Linked DNA regions of Mus musculus: regions 1 and 3 are each linked to region 2. The links are chromatin contacts, called in public HiChIP or PLAC-seq maps. All regions are on one chromosome and are shown on one strand. Each heading gives the region's core, a stretch centred on a gene start, on an enhancer-like site or on the middle of the called end of the contact. The rest is flanking DNA. Distances are from core to core; before and after follow the strand shown. Region 1 overlaps Gm34095 (a long non-coding RNA gene). Region 2 overlaps Parvb (parvin, beta). Region 3 overlaps Prr5 (proline rich 5 (renal)).

Evidence for each region. HiChIP or PLAC-seq counts read pairs in DNA pulled down with a chosen protein or histone mark.
Region 1: an H3K4me3 HiChIP or PLAC-seq map of embryonic basal ganglia shows a contact between it and region 2, with 5 times the contacts expected there. The contact joins two enhancer-like sites. A contact is called at or near these places in 2 of 15 datasets of contacts at CTCF or cohesin (the NIH/3T3 cell line and large pre-B cells), 1 of 484 Hi-C or Micro-C datasets (bone marrow-derived macrophages), 8 of 115 datasets of contacts at active chromatin or transcription factors (the 230-238 cell line, embryonic basal ganglia, embryonic forebrain and 4 more) and 3 of 9 other capture datasets (adipose tissue, embryonic stem cells and pancreatic islet).
Region 3: a contact with region 2 is called in an H3K27ac HiChIP or PLAC-seq map of large pre-B cells, with 4 times the contacts expected there. The contact joins two enhancer-like sites. A contact is called at or near these places in 2 of 115 datasets of contacts at active chromatin or transcription factors (large pre-B cells and pancreatic cancer cells) and 1 of 9 other capture datasets (embryonic stem cells).

What each region holds. Positions count from the first base shown.
Region 1 is chr15:84,570,039-84,574,477 of GRCm38.p6, forward strand. The region is part of intron 1 of Gm34095 (a long non-coding RNA gene); the gene reads right to left. Among named protein-coding and RNA genes, the nearest start is that of Gm34095, 4.4 kb to the right of the region's middle. Within about 2 kb of position 1,638, at least 10 of the 459 cell types and tissues checked have an H3K27ac peak or open chromatin away from gene starts, as enhancers often do.
Region 2 is chr15:84,269,025-84,273,334 of GRCm38.p6, forward strand. Parvb (parvin, beta) reads left to right here. Exons shown (of 13, transcript NM_133167.3): 2 at 2,207-2,296. Among named protein-coding and RNA genes, the nearest start is that of Gm33723, 31 kb to the left of the region's middle. Within about 2 kb of position 1,662, at least 13 of the 459 cell types and tissues checked have an H3K27ac peak or open chromatin away from gene starts, as enhancers often do.
Region 3 is chr15:84,683,005-84,687,319 of GRCm38.p6, forward strand. The region is part of intron 1 of Prr5 (proline rich 5 (renal)); the gene reads left to right. Among named protein-coding and RNA genes, the nearest start is that of Prr5, 4.2 kb to the left of the region's middle. Within about 2 kb of position 2,702, at least 56 of the 459 cell types and tissues checked have an H3K27ac peak or open chromatin away from gene starts, as enhancers often do.

The DNA of each region.
Region 1 (4,439 bases), core at 388-2,887, 300 kb after region 2:
AAAGACAATGAGTTAGAAGAAAGCCTGAGTATCACTGAGGCAGAACCTGAGACAGAGGAGAGCATGAGGAGGTGGGATGTAGGTAAGAGAGATGGAGACAACCCAAGCATGGATCCTCATCTTCCCCATGCTGCATTAACCAGCTAGTGCTGCAGAACAAATCACCTCATTTGTTATTTTTGAAGGATCCACTTTGTTGTTGTCAATCAAACTCAAGACCTTATGCATTCGAAGGAAGGGCTCTGCCACTGAGCTGTATCTACAGCCTGAGTGTCTCATTTAGGGTTATATTTTGAAGATGAAAGCAATTGGATGCTGTGGTGGTTTGAATAAAAATAACCCTCGTAGGCTCATATATCTGAATGCTTGGTCCCCAGCTAGTGGAAATGTTTGAGAAGAAATAAGGGGTGTGGCCTTCTTGGAGGATGTGTCACTAGGGGTGGGCTTTGAGTTTTCAAAAGCCACACCATTTCCAAGTCTCTCTCTACCTCCTATTTTCAGAGAAGGATGTAAGTTCTCAGCTACTGCTCTAGCACCATGCCTGCCTGCCTGCTGCCATGCTCCTTACAAAGACTGAAATAGATTAACCCTCTGAAAGTCCAAATGACCTTCCCCCCAATTAAACGCTGTCTTTTATACGTTTCCTTGGTCATGGTATCTCCTCACATCAATAAAAAAAAAAAAAAAAAAAAAAAAAAAAAAGACAGATGTAGGAGACCAGGAACTTGAGACTGTCCTAAACTCTTTAAGGAAGAAGAGTACATTGACTGTTGCACAGATTATGGGACACCTGGACCACCAGGCAGAGGACATCACAGGTGGCTTTTTGTGAGAGACTGTCCATTTTCCATTGCTATAACTGAACAGCTGGGACTAGATAATTTACAAAAACAAAAAAAAAACAAAACAGGGTTTTTTTTGGGTGGGGAGGTTGTTTGTTGTTGTTGTTTGTTTGATCTCACATGTAGAAGACACAAGTTCCTTGTACTCATAGATAAACACTAGAAAAACCAGGAATATTCAACACAAAGACTTGTCTCTCTTCAATGGAAGGGATGTTTACTGTTTCCCACCCAGTAGGTTTGGGGTGGATGTGGTTAATAGTCTGGTAAACTGTGCCATCTGTTGAGTCAGGACACACTTGAATTGTCCAGACTGTTATATTTACCCCAAGCCCTTCCTCCCTAGACCTTTATCTTTAGCTTTGTTTCTCAGTCAATAGAACCCATGTACTTTATAGCCTGGTGACCTCTATACTCTCTGTATGACCAAGACCATACCAGATCCAAGGGCTTTAAGCTATAGAACCCATCGTTATGGAAGAGGTCACATGTGCTTTGCAACAGAGTTTCTATGTAGCCATGCCTTCACACGGGATTGAGAAAAATCGTTACTGAGAAACTCTTTTCCCAGGGTTGTACTGGGCTTACATATGTCTAAAGTAAACTGCCTGGTGTCAGATTCTAGACTTTTGAGCCAACACTGGCTAAGTTGTATTGCACGGATTGTTTCTCTGCCAGCTCTGATGGTTGCAGGGACCCTGACACTCACAGTTCTAAAACCTGGGCAGCCTAAGAGCCTGGTACTGGCAACAGGCCACACACTAACTCAGTTCACAGCAGAGCATGGGCAAGCAAGCAAGCGTGTGCAGCTGAGGCAAGCCCCAGAGAGCAGGAACACTTTATAAAACCTACCCTTGTGGGTCCTCCAAGAGCCATGGTTCCTGCAAGAGAGAAAGGAGTGAGTCCATTCACGAAGGTTCTACCCTCAAGGATTGTACCACCTCCAACTACACCTCACCATTGAGGACCACTCCCCAATGTGAATTTTGATGAAAACCAACCATAGACAAGCCTTTTAAAGTATGTCTCAGTAGAGTGCCAGTGGCAAGAATAGTGGGAACCTTGAGAGCAGCCCCTTGGGGAGCCATGAGCAATGGAAGAATACTGGAAGCCCAAGCTTGCCATTGACCATGAGGAAAGGGCGTCAGCAGGAATGAGAGGAGGGCTGAGAGCCGGGAAGGCCACAGCTCAGATGTCTAGGGCCTAGGGCAGGCCAGCATAACAGCTGAGGAAAGAGAAACTGGCACCTGAAGGCCTCAGAAGACCCAAGTGGCTCAGGGAAAAAGGACTATGACTTGCCATGGGACATGGGCTACCTTGCTCACCTACTTTGAGGGTGAGCCACTCACTGGTATCAAGAATGGAAGGCAGAAGTGTCTTGGTTTCTGTCCTGTTGCTGTGATAGACACCCTGGCACAAGCAACTTTAAGAAAGAAAAGGATTATTTTGACTCAGGATTCCAAAGAGGTTCCAGTCCATCATGGAAGGGAAGGCATGGCGCTCAGAGCATGAGGCTCGCCCGTAAGCAGTCCAGAAGATACAATAAACAGGTAGTGGGGCCAGGCTATAAAACACCAAAGCCCACCCCACTCAGGTACTTCCTCAAGTAAATTGCCGTCTTCTGAATATCCCACAACCTCCCCAAACAGCACCAACAGGGACTAAGTGTTCCAGCATATGAGCCTGGGGCTCACTTCTCATTTAAACCACCACAGTGGCTTTTCTAAAATATCCCTGATGGCCCTGCTCAGTAGTCTGTGGTAGTGGCAGTCCTCTGATGTCCCTGGTCCTCTAATGGGCCTCTGTGCCTGTTTTTTTTCCACTGTGAGTTATGCTGGTTGGTGCCCTCGTGACTCTTCTTGGTATTTTAACTGGGGACCCTATTCTGTAGGGCCTGAGGGGCCAGATAGGTTCAGGGAGGACTCCCTAAGTGGACAATGAATTCAATTCTATGTTGTTTGTTTGTATTGAAATATTCAAGCCAACCACAGTGGTCCACACCTCTCACCCCAGCACTCAGGAGGCTGAGGTGGAACAGACATCAGTTTGAGGCTAGCCTGGGCTACATAAAAAGACCCTGTCTCAAAAACAAACCAGAACCACCAAGATGATTCAGTAGTAAAAAGTGCCTGGGGCAAAGACTGACCGCCTGAATTCGACTCCAAGATCCATGCGGTAGAAGGAGAGACTAGATCCCTCAGATTGTCCTCTGAGCTTCTTCTGTGTGCCGTGGCCTAAGTTCATGTGCATGCATGCACACGTGGGCATACACACATGCACACACAGACACACAATAAACAAACAAATAAGGGCTAGAGAGATAGCTCAGCAGTTGTTGCACAGGACCTGGCTTTGGTTCCCAGGCCCACATGGCAGCTCACAACAGCCTCTAATTCTACATCCAGGAGACTTGAAGTCCCTTCTGACCTCAGTGAGCACTGCATACATGTGGTATATGACACCCATGTAAGCAAAACACTCATACACATAAAAGAAATAAATATTTTTAAGTCCTTATAAAGAATAATTTCTTTTAAGTAACCAGCAAAAAGAAGTGTGTGAACATGCCTGCTCTATGTATCCCTAAACTCAATCATTTTGTCTCTATGCAAAGAAATCTTGGTCAGCAAGTACTTTTATAAGCCAAAAATTATCACAAATACACCCCCCAAAGGACTAACTATTCTTTTGAATTTCTTGTCAAATTTTGATGCTGCAAAAGAATTTTTTCCATTCCAGGGCAAAATATAAATTTTTCCCAATTAAAACCAAGAATGTCGTGAAAGGAGCCTTCCTGCGTGTTGACACTTTCCAAGCACAATGGTAGGATTTAACAGTCAGGTCTCCTACACCACTGTGGCACTCCGTATTTAATTTCCCCATCTCCTCCTTCTCTTTTGTAGAGCTGGATCCCAGTGTTTCTCAATTGGCAAGAACTCCTTCCAATAATTACAACGTGCTGTGGCTTCAGAGCTCTGGATCCTTGGCAGTCACCTATTGAATGCTTCGACGAAAGAGTTCCAGCAGTTTGGAACACAAAGCAACAACAGTTTGGTGGACTGTATTATAAAAAGTACAGTCCCACACTAGGACATCAGACTAAAGTTCTAAGCATGTCACTAGGGTCCCAGTACCCCTCAGGTCCACTGAGATGGAACCAAAAGGGTGCCTCATGAGGTTGAAGTCAGCTGTTGTGTTTGACAATCACCTCTTTGCAAACATTCTTATAGCACAGAAAACTGTGGCTTTCATTTTGAATAGTAAGATTCTAGAGATAGTTTGGATGTCAGGGAGCTTACCTGGACCAATCCAATCATGTCCGTGCTCCTGGGGTGGGGGGATTCATTTCATTGAGAACATTGCCCATTAGCAAAACATAATTATAAATTGCCTCTGGTATTACCCCTCTGTGTTTCCTTAGGTTGATCATATCCTTTGTTTTCTGTTCGGACCGAGTCTAATCCGAATCCCTTTTGAAAAGAATTTGATATAAACTAGGCTGGGAATCCTATCACAAAATCTCATGAACCTGGATCCTAGAAAAGCTAAATATTTATAGAGTTTATGTTCATAACAGCCATAACCCAGAAATAACCC
Region 2 (4,310 bases), core at 412-2,911:
GGACAAAGGGAGTCCACAAGCCCTTGGTGGTCACCGGCTTGTGAAGCTGTTTCATGTCTGTGTGCTTCCTTCTAGAGACGTGGCGAGGATTAGGGGATTAAGAAATGGCTCAGCGGTTAAGAGCCTTTTTCAAGACTGAGTCACGTTTCTGGATCCCCACGGGTGTGGCTGTCACAGAACATTTGTGTTGTTTATCGCTTTTGGCTGTTGTGAATATCATGGCCTTGAACATGGGTTTACAAGAGGGTGTCCTTTTCCAAAAAAACCCTGAACATCTACATCTTTGATGATGTTAGGAGTCAGCATCTGTCCTTTGGAGGCAGAGGACGGGTTGTCCCCAGAGTTGCATCCACAGTCGTGCCAAGAGCCTGTTGTGTGTCCTGTTCCAAGCTGGGTACTGGTGTTCTTCAGCCTGTCTGGAGACCTAAGAGAACAAACAGGAAACACCACCTGAGGCAGTAGGTCAGAGGGCTTAACCGGACTGGCTTGGGGTCTCCCAGGCAGCAGGGCAGGGGCTCCTGTCCCGAAGCCTTTGTGGTATTCATGACACTGTCCCTATCACCTGCTGTTGTGGGTGCTGGGTGACCAACACATAAGGTGCTAAAGCGTTGAGGTGACTGGTATTCCGGGAAGAATTTAGAGGGGTTGTCTCTGTATAAGTTCCACTGGGAAATCACAAAGTCGTGGGACACTTGGCCCTGGAGAGATCTCCTCAGGCAAGATGTGTGGTCAGCAAGTGACAGCTCTCTCTCTCTCTCTCTCTCTCTCTCTCTCTCTCTCTCTCTCTCTCGGCTGTAAGAAGTGGCAGGTGGTGACCTGTCTCTGTCACCTCTGGATCTGGGGGGCTAGAGTCTGGAGACTGAAGTCCAGTGGTATAGAAGCCATTATTTCTGGTTTCAGGGCTTCAGATTAGGTGTGGGGTGTGTGTGTGTGTGTGTGTGTGTGTGTGTGTGTGCTAGAGATTTATGTAAGCAGAAAAAAGCCAAGCCCTGCATCTGTACAGGCTCTTGTGTCACATTGGGTTGCCCCCCCCCCCCCGCCCCCATGGCTGTGACCAAGGGCCATCAGAGTTTCTGCAGAGATGAAGAGCTCCTGTGTGGTGCCATAGGACTGGGGTACACACTGACTGAACCCCATAACTACTCCCTACCCCAGCCTATAAACCTACTGCTCATGTGCAGTTAGCAGTCTCTGGGCCCATAGACTGTCAGCATGGAATCTGGGCTCGCTTCCTTAGTCTGTTCTTTTTCCTACTGGCCCTGATCCCAGTCCTGTTACCTTCTATAGAGATTTAAGATCTTAGGAGGAAGCGCGCCTGTCCAGGGGCCAGGAGAGACAGAGATGGTAATAAAGATTTCGTGACTTATCACCAGGAGCCCATGTGTGTATATACCTGCAGAGTTTGTAGAGAATCTGGGGAGAGGGAGGGCTGTGGACCATGCCTTTGCTGGGTTCAGGTCATGGTCCAAGCAGACTTCCGTGCAGGCCCAAGTCTCAGCAAGTGAGGGCTGGTTGTTATGAATCTGTGGTGTCCAGGTGGAAAGTGAGGCGAGAGGCGACATCCAGGCTGTCTGTGGATGGATGACCTCTGGGAGGTTAACTATTCCCAGGGCAGAGAGCTGAAAGGGTTGTGCCCAGCTGGGAGGAGGCATGTGTCCAGCTGAGCTGGCTTCAGGTCTGAGACTCTAGCCTGTTTAAAAATAGATTCGAGGAAAGTGCAGGATGTAAGAGTTCACCGAATCTTCATCAGACTTCTGTCCCAAAGGACATGGCACACTTTAAATTCTGATCACCCATGTATGCAAGTGGGCCTGTTTACACCTCGAGTCTAGATGTCCCCCCACCCTCGGGACAGCTCTGCCCGAGAGAGATGGAACTTCCATCCATCTTCTGGGGTCTAAGCCTTGTCTACCAAAGAAGCCTCAGGCAGGTCTGGAAACCATTAGAAACAACCAGAAGCTTCTGGAAGCTTCCATGTCTCAGTCACATGTTCTAAAGAACAGTGTGGACGGACTGGTCACGATTGGGAGGCATCAAGAGCTGCTTGATGTCAAGAAAAATGGCAGGTGTTCTGGGCTGGGAATACTTTCCCCAGCCTCTCTGGGCTGCCCAACATGAAGGAATGCCAAACAAGTGACATGTTCGACACATGGGACTTTTCTCTTGGGTTCCCTGCATACTGACCTGGTCTCTCTTTGCTCAACAGTGACTGACTTACAGGAAGAAGGCAAGAGCGCCATCAACTCTCCAATGGCCCCGGCTTTGGTGGACATTCACCCTGAAGACACCCAGCTAGGTACTGTGGCCACTTGGCATCCTTCGGTGTCTGTCCCTGGTGTGGCACCCCACATGGGTGGGTGGTGTTTGAGAACTGGAGTCTTATTCCAAGATCTCTAGGGAGAAGCCAGCTTCTGCCCCAGTCTTCCAGTGCAGATTTGATTGGCATCCAGGTATAGATGATTAGCATTGGGAACGTGGCTGGTTATCGTCACAGATCCAGGGAGTGGCTAAGCAGGGCTGAGCAAACAGTGGAGGAGACGGAGGAAGAGTTGGCTTGGTTACTGAGCTGAGGACTGGATAGATGACTCTAGGAGCTCCAGGCACAAGGTTCTGGCTTGAGATAGCTGATAGCTGGCCTAGAAGAAGAGGAAAGATGAGTATTGGCTCAGGGTGTGGACCCCAGTAGTCCCCTAGAGGAGGAGGCTAAGGGACAGCCTCCCCTGGAGGACAGTTTCCCTGGGACGAGTGGGCCTGTCTCAGTCAGGGTTTCTATTCCTGAACAAAACATCATGACCAAGAAGCAAGTTGGGGAGGAAAGAGTTTATTCAGCTTACACTTTCCACATTGCTGTTCATCACCAAAGGAAGTCAGGACAAGAACTTACACAGGGCAGGAACCTGGAGGCAGGAGCTGATGCAGAGGCCATGGAGAGGTGCTGCTTACTGGCTTGCTTTCCCTAGCTTGCTCAGCTTGTTTTCTTTATAGTTATTTCTTTTTTCTTTTTTGTTTTTTCGAGACAGGGTTTCTCTGTGTAGCCCTGGCTGTCCTGGAACTCACTCTGTAGACGAGGCTGGCCTCGAACTCAGAGATCCGCCTGACTCTGCCTCCCGAGTGCTGGGATTAAAGGCTTGCACCACCACTGCCTGGCTCAGCTTGCTTTCTTATAGAACCCAGGACCACCACCCACAGTGGGCTGGGCCCTCCCCCATTGATCACTAATTGAGAAAATGCCTTACAGCTGGATCTCATGGAGGCATTTCCTCAAGGGAGGATCCTTTCTCTGTGATAACTTCAGCTTGTGTCAAGTTGAATACAGGGCCCTAAGGCCCCAAAGTATAAAGAAATTAATAAACTAGGCACACCCTGTATATCTCCTTGGCTGCCACAAAGATCCATCCATGCTGGGCCTGCGGCTGGCCATGTGGGAACTGTGGTTGGGGAAGACCCCTGGCTCCTTGCAGGTTGATGATAGGGTGTCTGTCCGCCAGGGTACTCACTCTTTCCTGGCTCTGTGTTTTGGCAGCAAGCCAATGTGGAAGAAGTCAATGTGGAAGGCATGTTTGGGACACTGCTTATTTCCAAATCCTGGTTCAGAGGGAGATCCCTGTCTACCCCGATTTGCCATGACAAGGCCATTAAGGTCTCGGGGTGGAATCAGGAGTGGCCCAACCTGTGGCCCAGAGATGGCTTGGTACCCAACACCACTGGTCCGTGATGTCTTTTCCCACAGAAGGGCATGCCCCTCTCACAGCTTCTGCAGGTGCTTCCTGGCTACTCTTTGCCTAGGAAGCCAGACTTCCCAGTTCCCCACTGTGGTCAGCGGGCCCACGGCATCCTGGCTTCTGTGGGCCACTGGTCTTTTCTGTTCTGGCTCCTGTGCCTTCATTCCCTCCTCACCTTCCTGTCCCGCTCTCCCTGTGAACTTCACTGGACTCTTGTCTGTTAGAACCAGACATGGAGGGGAAACACACAGGGGAGATGGGTAAAATGTCACCTCTCTGTGTGTTTTGGCTATTTCTAGTACTTCTGTGCAGATACTGTTTTGTATATGACACTGCCTGCCCATCTGTTTCCTTGTGTGTCCCGAGGCCCCACACGGCCTCCTGTGGATTGGTGAATGGTGTGATTCAGTTGCTCAAAGCTCTCTTCAGCCCTCTGGTTCTGGCAGGGCACTTTTGAGAACACTGTGGGTGCAACCCTGTGTCTTTTTTCTACCCATGCCATCTTGGCTTAGACTTGCTGCTAGAGCAATTGGAGTCTAGCTTCATCGCCTCCTGCTGCCCTGTGTGATTTATCTCTGATCTTGGTGT
Region 3 (4,315 bases), core at 1,452-3,951, 420 kb after region 2:
TCCTTCATCTCACGACCATCGCAGCATTAAAGAGTCTTATTTCCCAGTCAGATTGTAAGCCTTAACCTTACACCAGGGACTGTCTAACCCACTGCAGTGACACTGGGTACAACCCTTGAATTTGGTGCACAGCTATTGCTATGTCCTAAGATAGTCCACACATTCATTCATTCATTCACTCATTCATTCACTCACTCATTCATTCATTCATTTTCTTCATGTTGGCTTGACCAAGCTGAAGTGTTAGTTTAGGATCGAACAGCCTGTTCAGAGCCAGAGACCCTAGACCAAATTGGAAAATAAACCAGGGGCTGGGGGGGGTGGGGCGGGGGCCGGTAATTGCTGATGGCTTAGCACTTGGGGGAAGTAGAATGGGGAAACACCAGACCACTGGCCACTTGGCCAGCCCCTGCCTTCCGTGCCTGCTAGCTAGGTGTGTGGGAACATGGGGAGCTCTCTGAAAGAGGCATGGCGCTGCTGGCCTGTCCCACGCTGCTGTTGTGGAGTAGTTTTCAGAGAACCCGCTGCTGCTTTCCTGGAGCTCAAGGGCATAACAGCTCCCTCCTGCCGGGGAGATGCCCTGCTGTCCTCCAGCTTCTCACCCATAGAGGCTCCAGAAAAACTCCCAGAAGCTAGCCGCTGTCTACACTAGACCTAAGGTGCTAGGGGAATTCATGGGTGAATCCTAGCCTTCTGAGCCTTCACTCAGCCAGTGCCTTGTCTGTCCCCCAGTAGGTGGAAGCCCTGGGCAGGCAGGAGCAGGGGAAAGTCTACCCCAAAGTGCAGGACCCCTGCAAAGCAAGGTGTGTGCCCCTGCCCTCCTCTTCCTCCTCCCAGTGGGCTATCCTTATCCATGTCCATAAAGAGAATGAGGATGTGAGAGGAAAGAGGTGACCAGGATGTCCTCTGACAGCACTGTCTGGAATCTGAACCAGGACTCCCAGGGAGCCCAGTGTCCAGGGATGCCGCTGGGTTCCTGGCCTGTGATTAGAGATATATGTCCAGGGGTGATGGCCCTCACTCAAGTAGGAACAAGGAGCAGCAGGGCTCTCAGGAACCTTAGGTGGGGGTTGGCATATGTGTTACACACATGAGAATATTGGGGTTCAGAGAGATGCAGGACACCCTAAATCCCACCCAGGCCAGAGCCAAAGCTTCCAGGCTAGGACCCTCAGGTTCCCAGCCCTCAATCATCTTGCCTTTGTGAGCTGCCTGAGGGCCCAGTCTGAGACTGGACCCCTCCACCCTCCCTCACTCCAGGTAGCTGACAGGTTTTTTTGTTTGTTTGTTTGTTTGTTTTTGGCTTGGTTTGGATTTTGTTTTTGTTAGTTTGTTTGGTTGGACTTTGGAAAACCCACAGAGCTAGGGAGAATCAAAAGGAGCAGGGTCTAACCTGTGTATCCTGAAGGGTGGGGACAGGAGGACTGTCGGCCAGTGCCTCATTTCAGTTCTGGTCCTGCTGAATAGAAGACGTGACCCTTGACCTTTCTAAGCCTTAGTGTTTTCTTCTATAATTGGCGTCCCCACCACATACTGGTGTTACAGCACTGAAGAGACCACAGATAGTGGGTGGTCCATGGGTTGGGTGTAGCCCAGGTGTCCTGAGGCCCATTCCTGAAAGGCCCCCAGGAGGTGGGCACTGTGTACATTCAGCCCCTTGGGGTTAGCAGAACAGTGACCCCCAAAGTGTCCCTGCCCTAGTTCTCAGCCTGTGGTTGCGGGCTTTCATGTGGCTAGGAGACTTTGAAGATGCGGTTATATTACAGTTGCTGAGCTGAGGTGATGGTCTGGCCTGACTAGGTGGCTTTGTGTTGTCACGGAATCTGTGAAGGGTGGGACAAGTCAAAGAAGGAGCTGGCACCTAGTGTCCTGTCTTGCTGTTCTTAAAGACAAGGAAGGACCTGGAGCCGAGGGTCTCAGGTGCTTCAGGAAACTAGACAAGGTAGCACAGAGCCCCCAGAGCCACCCTAAGAGACAGCTATGCTGTACTGTGCTTTAGCCCAGTGTGGCTGAGTGACACATGTCAGAGCAGATTTGGCTTTTGTTAGACTTGTGGTTTTAGCAGTTGTGAGATATGCACCCCAGGCCCCTCTTCTTCCCTACTTGATCTCAAGGAACAACCTTTGTCCCTAAGTACTAAGAAGCAAGTCTGAGGTGCAGACATGGCTTCCTGTCATGTAGCTTCCAGGTACATTAAGGAAGCCGACCCCAAACCCCCAATCCCCAAACCCCCATTCCTGGCTATCTCTGTGTCCTCAGATGTCTCTAGGGGACTCCAGACCAAGCCGGAATCTAGGAAAGATGGTGTTCCCACCCCTCCCTACAGGAATCTCAAGACTTGGTGAAATTGTTCATCCTCAGTAGAACCAAGATTGGCCTTCAGGGACCTGCCCTTTCTCTCAGGAGCAGGCAGCCCCTCCTCTGGTAGCAGTCTGTCTCCGGCTGAGCTGCTGTTGGGCTTGGCTTCTGCTTCTCCCTGTGCCTACCCAATGAGGTCATTCGTGCTCCAGGGCCAGAACCTGGCCTGCCTGCACAGAGAGCCTTACTTTCTGGTAGATGCTAGAGGCCAGAGAGGGATGGGGCTTTACACCTGAGGATGCCCTCCCCTGGCCTCACCCGGAAGTCCCTCCACTTCCTGTGGTTTCTTGGGGACCATCTGCAGATGTCCTGACTGGGCTTGTCACACTGGCCTGGAGGCTGTGGCTGAGAAAGGCAGGGTTTCACTTCTGTGTTTCAGGATGACAGATCACATGGGGTCCTCTGGTCCCCTCCTCCCTCTCTCCAAGTAGCTGACAGGTTTTGATTTGTGTGTGTGTTGGGTGGTTGTTTGTTTGTTTGTTTGTTTGGGATTGCTTTTTTAATTGTTTTTTTTTTTTTAAGATTTATTTTATTTATGTTTGAATACACTGTAACTGTCTTCAGACGCACCAGAAGAGGGCATCAGATCTCATTACAGATGGTTGTGAGCCACCATGTGGTTGCTGGGAATTGAACTCAAGACCTTCGGAAGAGCAGCCAGTGCTCTTAACTGCTGAGCCATCTCTCCAGCCCTTGTTTTACGTTTTTTGGTTTTTGTTTTTTAATGGGATGAGGGGACTGTAAGCCAGTGCCTCATTTCAGTCCTGGTCCTGCTGAGTAGGTGTGTCTCTTGTCCTCCTCTCTAAGCCCTAGTGTCTTCTACAATGGAGGTCTGACTGTCCCCACCACGTGTTGGCCTTTAAAACACTGAGAGACTACATGGGTGGTCCACGGGTTGTGTGTGACCCAGGTGTCCCGTCCCTGAAACGCCCCTAGGAGGTGGGCACTGTTCATTCAGTTCAGGGGAACACCAGGGCCTGGAAGCTAGAGCAAGCATAAACCCAGGCCCGCCCTTCAGGCTGTCCATCAGGCTGGAGTCAGTGCAGGGCACAAGGGGTGGGTGAGAGGAGCCTCAACCTGGACTAGCCTAGGAGATGGTAAGGTGGCTATGTGGTGGTGGTGGGTGGGGCTTTGGGGCTGCTGGCTTGGCTATGGCGGCCTAGGGTAGTGCTGGAGGGGAGAGTAATTAAGTAGACACCTTCACGCCCAGTGTGATTCACACCATTGACAACCTGAGAGCCCAGCCTTGGATAGGAGGGGTTTCAGGCCACTACTACCATTGCACCCCAGACCACAGGGAGCCAGGGAGGTAGGGTCAGGGCGTCTCTCCAGAAGGTATAATGAAGAAGGACAAACAGAACCTTTACAACCAGCACTGCTCTGACTTTGGCCAGTCTGGACCTCCACCGTCTGCCCTGATGGAGTCCTCGACCTCCCAGGGCATGCTTAGCACCCCATACCCCCAGTCAATCTGTTTCTATGGATGAGGCTTTCCTGGCATGGTAGGAAAGTTCTCAGGTATTCACTGTGAGCCAAGTTTAAGAGAAGGACAAACTGGTCTGGTCTTCCCAAGGACAGCCAGCAGTGGAGAAAGGTTAGTCCAGGGATCACACTGACTAAGCATGCTCTGAGTTGATGTAGGCCGTATGGGCTGAGGGGAGTTGTGACCTGGAAGAAGTGACTGAGTAGATAGTAGAGGAGCAGGGGATAGCCATGCGGAAGAAAGGCGTGTGCAAATGTCCTGGGGCTGGCAGCAGCTTCCCCTGAGTGCCCCGATAAGCACTAGGAGGGTTGAGTGCCATGGGGCTCAGCTCAGGGGCTCTCTGCAGGTCATGCAGGGCTTGAACTTCATGCAATTCCCATGGGCCAAACCCAATCCGTCACCTGATATATAAATAATAAAGTTTTATTGGTATACGGTCCCACTAACATTTCTAACTTTGCGGCATTGAAGCAG